Regions from separate parts of the Mus musculus genome. Here all the other regions are linked to region 3. The links are chromatin contacts, called in public HiChIP or PLAC-seq maps. All regions are on one chromosome and are shown on one strand. The core of a region is the stretch at or near the end of the contact, and the rest is flanking DNA. Distances in the headings are between cores, read along the strand shown.

Region 1 (2,700 bases), core at 189-2,688, 690 kb after region 3:
GCATCCATGATAACCCTGAGGCCATGTTGGGTTACTGGGAACACAAGGTAGAAAGAATATACTAGTTCTGAACACAAATACTGCCAGTTCTGCACAGACACAGTCAAATGGTCTATTACAATATCATCAGATGGTTGGCAATAGACACCTCACAGGGCTGCTGGATTAGCTCAGTAGGTATCCTAGTCTGGAATAATCAGCACTTGGCCATGCCCCTGCTCATGAAAAAAGACAGCCACTGCTCACTGCGTCAGGGTCTCATACCAAGGCAGGCCACTCCCCATGATGGGCAAAAGTGAACCAGACTCTGAGGCCTAGAGTGTCTCCTACTATGAGTTCCTTGATCAGGCTAGGAGAAGTTAAATTACACTGTACAGTACCCCCAAGCTCTGGGGTATCACCCAAGGTGTACACATAAGCTTCTCCTAGAGTTGAGCCTCTAAGTTTAGCTGGATACAGTCCTGAGGAGCCAAGTTACACCTCGCACCCCGGACAAGGGTAGCCAAAGTGAGAAAGATCTCATGAATCCAAACCGTAGAAACAGCTGCAAAAAATAGACCTTTTGGAGGGTGGGGGGACCCTTGTACTAGAACTGTGCAAAGCCTGAACCTCCTTCCAGGAGAAGCCCCGGGAGGGGAACGAGAGTTGTCCCCAATAGAGAGAGCTCTCCAACTGGGACTGGGGAAGCAACACAAGGCCGAGGACTCCAGGGTTTGTACCACTAAGATTTTCAGCAACACCAGGGTCCTGTCTCTTTCTGAAAGAAGCCATACACCGTAATTTTCTGCTTCTCAAAATTGGAGAAGGCAAATATTTCTGGTGCCACTAATTGGACAATTCCCGGAATGGTGGAAGTCCCTCCAAAGCGTGAATCCCTTGTTACTGCCCTCTGATCTCCATGAAAGGGCTTGCTACTGCGCCACTTTCGCTGGCTGTGCCCGTGGTGCTCCAGTCCCAGGGATAGCTAAGGCGGCCTGTGAGGAGCCCCCTTGCCATCATCTGCAAAAAACTTCTAAAAGACATTAGGTCCAAGGCAAAAGGACTCTCCAATGCGGGACAGGTATTCCCTGGCTCATTTTCGGGAGTGAAGGAGTTTGGGGACAGGATACCCAAGTCAAGAGAAAACTGACTCCTCAAAACTGAAGAACCTGACTGGCTTCCCTCAAAGGTCTGATGCCAAGAGAGAAGCCCCTGGAGTGCCCATCACTTTCAGCAATTCTGGACCCTCCAGATGCAAAAATGTGTAGCAGAAGGGGCCCCAGACCAAGCTGGACAATCTCAGAGTGGCTACAGCAGAGGCAAAGACCAGAGAGCCCCGTGAAGTCCAAGAGTACTTACCCGGGGCAGGCGGGGCGCAGAAGATCGGGCGCGCCCGCTGAGGGAGCCGCGGAGGCCAGGAGCTGTCAGCTCTCTCATCTCTGGGACCTGGCCTCAGACTAGAGAAGGAAAGCCCCACCCCAGCACGCGAGCCGCCCCGCCCGAAGCGGCAGACGCAAGGGAAAAGCGGCAGAGGGCGCACGCACATCCTTGTCCCTGCCTGCCACGCGCCCTTTCAATATTTAGGGTCCCCGGGTCTGAGTGCCTGGATAGGGTGTCACCGCTTGCTCTTCGGGTACCCGTGATCTTTGTGCCTAAATATGTTTTTACCCGGGCCTTTGGAGATCCCAGAGCAAGCCTCCAGTTTGTGCACCAAATCCCACCTGGTCCTAAGAAAATCCAGGGAGTCCTTCCTTTTGCGGAGCTGTGGGTTGGGGCCCCTTGGCCCCTGGGGCCAGAGAATGAGATCAGAATAGGTAACCAAGACTTAGCGTGTTCCTCCTTTCTTGCGCTATAGAGTTGTTTGGAAAATAAAAAAGATTAAAGATACAGTATGTTTATACTTTGCAAAGCATAAAGTATTAGTTTGCTACTTTCTGACACAGAATTTACCAAGAATGAGAAATATTAGGTACATTGGGGTCTTTCAGGGGACATTCTCGTCTAAGCTTTTCAGGACACCACATGGTGGATAGGCTCAGCCCTAAACATACCTATTCGGCTGTCCCGCCTGGCCTAGGCATCGTGACTCTTACTAACAAGCACAAGGTTCAGAGACTCCTGGAATCTCTGAAGTTCTTCGTGTGGGCAGTCTGCTCTCCATGTCCCACCCCTCATCCAGTCCCTCCCACCTTCCACCTAGGCACCCAGTCCTGATTTTGACCCTGCCCACGTTTCAGGCTCTTGGGAAGCACCCGAGTATCACACTGTCCATTGGCTAGGGTTCCTCCAAAGTACCCTTGCTTGCTTCTGCTCCTTAGATTTGAACTGGCTGTTTGTTCTGAAGGCATTCTCTTCCCTACAAGGGAACAAGGGACCAGCCCTGGGATCTCAGAAGTAAAAGGTACTTTGCCTCTTCTGTGCACAGCTCTGAACGTGAACAACTAGTTCGCGAGTTTTGTCAGAGAATCTGGAAACATAAGGGCAGTTCTGTTCTCTATTTTGTAAACAACTCTGCGTGGCAGACAACAGAGGCTCAGCAATAATGGTTGGATAAATGTATTTATATTGGGTTTTTGTATCAGACAACGTGCACCTACACTACCATGTTTTTTGTTTATTTTTGGTTTTGTTTGTTTGCTTGCTTGTTTGTTTCTAGATAGAGTTTCTCAGTGTAACTCTGGCTTTCCTAGAACTCAGAGATCCACCTGCCTGTCTCCTGAG
Region 2 (2,700 bases), core at 195-2,694, 760 kb after region 3:
GGCAATCACATTCCCAGAGTCCATTTCCCACCCTTACCTGTGAGCCTAAATAAAAGGTAGACCCTTCCTGACCTTTGGCCCTTCTTTCTCTCTTTTCTCCCTTTGTCTCTGTCCACCCCAACCCACCCCAATAAACCTCTGCCACATGGAACTGCATTGGCCTGGTGTGGTCTGTCTGGATGAGAGCTGCCATTCCAGCACAACCCTGCTAGTGCTTTATCACTCAACTACCCTATACCCTCAGCTCTTGTGTTTGTTTTTGTTTGTTGAAATAAGCCTCTCTTTGTAGCTGACCTCAAGCACTGGGATTATGGGCAAGCCCCATGGCCGAGTTTTTGTTCATTGAAAGGCGTCTTCCAAACTGGATCAGTGTTCTGATTCTTTCCTAATGGCTCTTAACTCTTGCTGGTCTGACCAACACATTCCCAGAGAACATTGTGTAAACAGATCCTATCCCTGTTCCTCAGTGACTCCAGAATACTTTACCAGGCCCTGTACCCAATTCTCTGAGACTTACCTAAGCAATGTTTGGATCTTCCCAGTGAGTGTAGAGAAAGCCACACTTAGCTCAGTGAGCTGGTTCATCTGGCTGAGCTCCCAGGCAATAGAGGTAAGGAGAAGATCCTCGCCCTCTGGATCTGGGGCACAAGTTGGGGGAGCATCGAAGGCCTTGGTGGGCAAGGTGAGTGAGGTCAGCTGAGGGAAGCCCACCTGGGTCAGCAGCTGCTGCACATGGCCAGCATGCAGCCGGACATTGTGTACTACCTCCAACTTTCTAAGGTTGCCTGGCCCAGCCAGGCCAAGAACTTGTAGGAGCTGCCCAGGGCTCAGGCTGTCTGCCCGGAGTGAAGGGCAACAGACCTGCAGAGGTGCTGGGCCTAATGGCTTCAGGGCCTGCACCACCATGTCAAAGTTGCCTTCTGTGACAAAGAGGTCAGCAAAGACTTCAATGGGGTGCCCAGCTGAACAGGGCTGTCCTTGGAGCTGGCAGCAGGTCCTGGCCAGCACCTTGGTACGGCCCCACCTTCCTAGTGCCCTCCCACAAGGACATTGCTGCACCTGTACGTCCTGGATGCCGGTGAAATCAGCTACCCGAAGGCGGTTGCTCCCACTTTTCAGCACATGGTCAGCTATGCCCTGCATACAGGCCTCCAGGCAGGCCTTGCAGGCACGATCACGCAGGTCTTCAGGGTGGTCAGTGTTTGGCCTCAGTAGCACAGCCAGCCGGAACTCCTCCAGTGGCCAGTGACTCAGCAGAGCACGGGTTACATCTGCCTGCTCTAGCAGGTAACTGGCCTTGAACAGAAGTGGGTAGAGGTTGTAGGCTATATTGTCCAGGTTCTCCTGGACCAGCTGGGAGTGGGACACTAACGCTTCAGCAGAAATGAAACGAAGCGACCTCATCGTGCCCCTGGTCAGAGTGGCGCTGTCCCCGATGTTCTTCCCAAAGTGTGCGAGTGTTGTGGCTATTTATAGCTGCTGCTGCTTCTGGACTCAAGCCCAGAAAGTGGTAAACTGGCCCTTGTGGTCATCTGACTGCTATTTTGGTCCTTAGGTACCAGTTTGGCAGTAACTGTGGAGGCATCTGTCTGTCTTATGGCACCCTGCTGGTGAAAGCAGAGCTGCTTGATTTTGTTGTCCGAAGTGGGACCACTAAGAGGCTCTAGATACTTGCACAAGTAGCCTAAGGCTTACAATACAAATGGATATTCTGCCCAGATGGGGCCTATCCCAGTCAAAAGATCTGAGGGAAGCAAAATCCTGAACTGCACTTGGATGGATGAAACAGTGGTCTTTGGGTAATACCTAGGGGGTCTTTTTCCTAATACCTAGGAGTCAGGAATGCAAGGGCCAGGAATGTGGGGTAGATATCTCAGACAACTCTTTTAAGAATACTGGCCATGAAGCTGCATCATCTTTTATCCCCAAGATCCTTCATTGCAGAAGTGGGAGAAACAATTTCACCGAAAAAGAATACGGACTGGGCCTGGAGAGATGGCTCCGTGGTTAAGAGCACTGAGTGCTCTTCCAGAGTTCCAGCGTTCAATTCCCAGCAACCACATAGTGGTTCATGACCATCTGTAATGGAATCCCATGCCCACTTCTGGTGTGTCTGAAGAGAGTGGCAGTGTACTCATATACATAAATAAACAAATCTAAAAATAAATGTGATATGTATTTCCAGTGACACTCAGTTGGAGAAAACTAATTTTAAAAGGGTGGGGAGAGATGGGCTAGTGAAGGTGATGCTGCAAATAAATGCAGGTACCTATAGGTACCTATAGGCTGTGGGTTCACAGCCCTAGCATAGGTAGGTATTGAGTGGTTAAATCCTGCACTTTCATCATCCCTATCACCTGGAATGGGCAGCTCATAGGTTCCCGTGGTGCCAGCTTTATAGGAGAGTCATAATAGAGAAAGAGAGAGGTAAGAGGCACAGTGGCCATTCCAGGAAAGTGTCCTGTCCTCAGGTGTACCCCAGTTTTCCTGTGTGACTTTTTTCCCTCCTAATACAGAGCTTTATCTCTCCCAGAGACCCTGCCATCGGCAGAGATGGGAATGCGTTGCCATGGTGGAGCCCCAAGCACTGCTAGGTGGGTAGGATCTATATGGAAGGTAATCCATGACAGGATTTTGCCCTAATGTCACCCCTTGCCCCCTCCCCAATCTTAGCCTCTGAAGTATTACCATGTCTGCTAA
Region 3 (2,700 bases), core at 36-2,535:
GGCTGTCACAGCACTGGCCACTTCACTCTAGAAACTGTGTATACCCTAAACCAAGAAATATTTAAGAAGATTAAAATGAAGGCCAGAAGAACCTGATACTCTGTTATTCTTGCAGAGAGGAGCCTAGCATAACTGTCCTCTTAAGAGGCTCTACCCAGCAGCTGACTGAAACAGATACAGAGACCCACAGCTAAACATTAGACAGAGCTTGGGGAGTCTTATAGAAAAGTTGGAGCAAGAATTGAGATCTGGGGGGGACAGGAGTCCACAAGACCAACAGAGTCAACTAACCTGGGCCCTTGGGGGTCTCCCAAAGACTAAACCACCAACCAAAGAGCATACATGGACTGGACCTACACCCCACCCCAACACATATATAGCAGATGTGCAGCTTGGTCTTCATTCAAGTTCCCCAACAAATGGACCCGGGTCTGTCCCAGTGTTGCCTACCTGTGGATCCCGTTCCCCTAACTAGGCTGCCTTGTCTGGCCTCAGTGGGAGAGAATGTGGCCAGTCCTGCAGTGACTTGATGTGCCAGGGGTGGGTTGGTACCCAGTGGAGCCTCCCCTTCTCAGAGAAGGGGAGAGGGAGTAGGGAAGAGAGTAGGGGCTGGCATCAGGACGTAAAGTGAACAATTAATGGACTCCGATGGTTTATCTGAGTGGCCTACCCCCTTCTGAGATGAGAAGGGGAGAGGGGACAGGGGAGAGGATAAGAGGAGAGTAGGGGCTGACATCGGGATGTAAAGTGAATAAATAAATTTAAGAACCCAGATGGTTTTATCTGAATGAGTAATGGGAAGTCCGGGAAAAAGATCTTCTTGAGATATAACCTACCTTTGCATGTTAGCCAGGATTAAGATTTATATTACCGCAAAGGAACTTATTCTTCTGACAAAAGGGGCAAGTGACCTGTAAAAACTCTTTTTGACCTTTTCTGGCCATCTTGAACTGCATGTTATCAACACAGTAACCTCACACCCGAGAAATCGGTATTTGAGTTTCCTGAGTCTCCTCCGTGTTTTCTTAACTTTTGGACGCTCCCCTAGACTTTGAAGAGCCAGGATCAGGGTCGTCCCCGCCATCATCCTGGGGCGCCGCCGTAAGGCTGCACAGGGCCTTAAGAAGAGCAACGCAAAGAAAAAATTTCCAAGAACCGGGTGCCGCCAAGGTTGGTGGCGGACCTGGGCTCCCACAGGCATGCCGGGAGTACGGCGCAAGAGGCTGACGTCACGCGCGCGCGCCGGTCGTGCGGTCGTCGTGAGGTTGCGAGTGCGTGGCGGAGCGTCTGGCTCCCAGAGGGCCGTGCGCGTCCACTTCCGCCAGCTGCTCGGTTCCCGGAAGCGGTGGCCGGCAAATCCGGCCAATCCCCCAGCGCCGGGTGTGGGTTATCGGGAGCATGCGGGGCGGCCGGCGGCCCGCGCGAGGCGCGTTGGTTTCCCCGCGGCGGTGGCGGTGGCGCGCAGCGGCTCTCCCGTGAGCGGCGGGCGGCGGCGGCGCTCGGCCCGCAGGTTGCGGCGCCATGTGGAGCGGCCGCAGCTCTTTTACCAGCTTGGTGGTGGGCGTGTTCCTGGTGTACGTGGTGCATACCTGCTGGGTCATGTACGGTATCGTCTATACCCGTCCGTGCTCGGGTGACTCCAACTGCATCCAGCCCTATCTGGCCCTGCGGCCCAAACTGCAGGTGAGCGTCCGGGAGCCCTAAGAAGGCGCCTCCCGGCCGGGTGCTACCACCCACCCCCTACTGGCACTGGTCAGAGGGTTTCGGGCTACCAGTTTTGCCCCTTATCACTGATGTCACTGTCCAATGTTCTGGTTAGGTGGCAGTGAGAGCTGGAGTTGAGACTTCTCTGTTCTCTGCTGCTCTCTTGTTACCCCTTGGTGCTCTGCCCTACCCCGATTATAACTGAGATCCAGTTGCCCTACACGTGTTTCCTAACGGGACCCCAGTGGAAGTTAACAGGAGATCTCCAGCCATATGGGAGTCAGGCTGCTAGCTCTGCCCTCTTATCACCTGTGTCACTTCCTGCTTCTAGTGGGAATTCCGGACAGGTCAGCTCTACAGTTAGGTTCCTTGTTCACAGCAGTGTCACACAGGCCATCTTGCCCAAGCTCACCCTCTGAGAGGTAGCCCTCAGATTGCTACCCTCTCACAATAGTTACATGTTTTCTATCAGGACCTTTTGGCTATTCATTCTTGCTCACTCTTTCCAGCTGAGTGTTTACACCACCACACGGTCCAGCCTTGGTGCAGAGAACAATGTGGACCTGATCTTGAACGTGGAAGACTTTGATGTGGATTCCAAATTTGAAAGGTGTGGATGTGGGACAGATTGCCAGAGATGGGTTCCAGGATGTCATGGATAGCATTGTATGTAGAGTGAGGACATCCTATAGAAGCACTCCTGTCTAGGGTCTGTGTAAACAGTCAAGCTGAAAGTAACAGGTGTTTGTCACTTAGCAAGTAGCTTTTACTGCAATCTAAGGGCAGCGTGGTTTACTACAGCCCATGTAGTCTCCCAAGGAATGATACATTGGCCTACCTAGTAAGAGTAGTTAGTTCACTTGTTACTTACAAGTAAGTGACCTTTGGCATTAGAATATAAATCTCAATGCTCAGCTATATACAGTAACTTTTGGGAATTAACATGGCTTAGCATTTGACATATGATTTTAACGTGCAAAAGTTCAAATAAAATTT

Evidence for each region. HiChIP or PLAC-seq counts read pairs in DNA pulled down with a chosen protein or histone mark.
Region 1: a contact with region 3 is called in an H3K27ac HiChIP or PLAC-seq map of large pre-B cells, with 2.7 times the contacts expected there. The contact joins the promoter of Ahrr here to the promoter of Clptm1l in region 3. A contact is called at or near these places in 2 of 115 datasets of contacts at active chromatin or transcription factors (large pre-B cells and pancreatic cancer cells).
Region 2: a contact with region 3 is called in an H3K27ac HiChIP or PLAC-seq map of microglia, with 5 times the contacts expected there. The contact joins the promoter of Lrrc14b here to the promoter of Clptm1l in region 3. A contact is called at or near these places in 2 of 39 promoter capture datasets (maxillary cranial neural crest and pre-B cells), 1 of 484 Hi-C or Micro-C datasets (uterus) and 1 of 115 datasets of contacts at active chromatin or transcription factors (microglia).

What each region holds. Positions count from the first base shown.
Region 1 is chr13:74,290,893-74,293,592 of GRCm38.p6, forward strand. Ahrr (aryl-hydrocarbon receptor repressor) reads right to left here and starts at 1,439. Exons shown (of 11, transcript NM_009644.3): 1 at 1,339-1,439.
Region 2 is chr13:74,362,556-74,365,255 of GRCm38.p6, forward strand. It overlaps Lrrc14b (leucine rich repeat containing 14B), which reads right to left and starts at 1,445. Exons shown (of 2, transcript NM_001033042.3): 1 at 518-1,445. The coding sequence starts at 1,404. It also overlaps a transcript of Ccdc127 not described here.
Region 3 is chr13:73,602,717-73,605,416 of GRCm38.p6, forward strand. It overlaps Clptm1l (CLPTM1-like), which reads left to right and starts at 1,286. Exons shown (of 17, transcript NM_146047.2): 1 at 1,286-1,683; 2 at 2,214-2,314. The coding sequence starts at 1,522.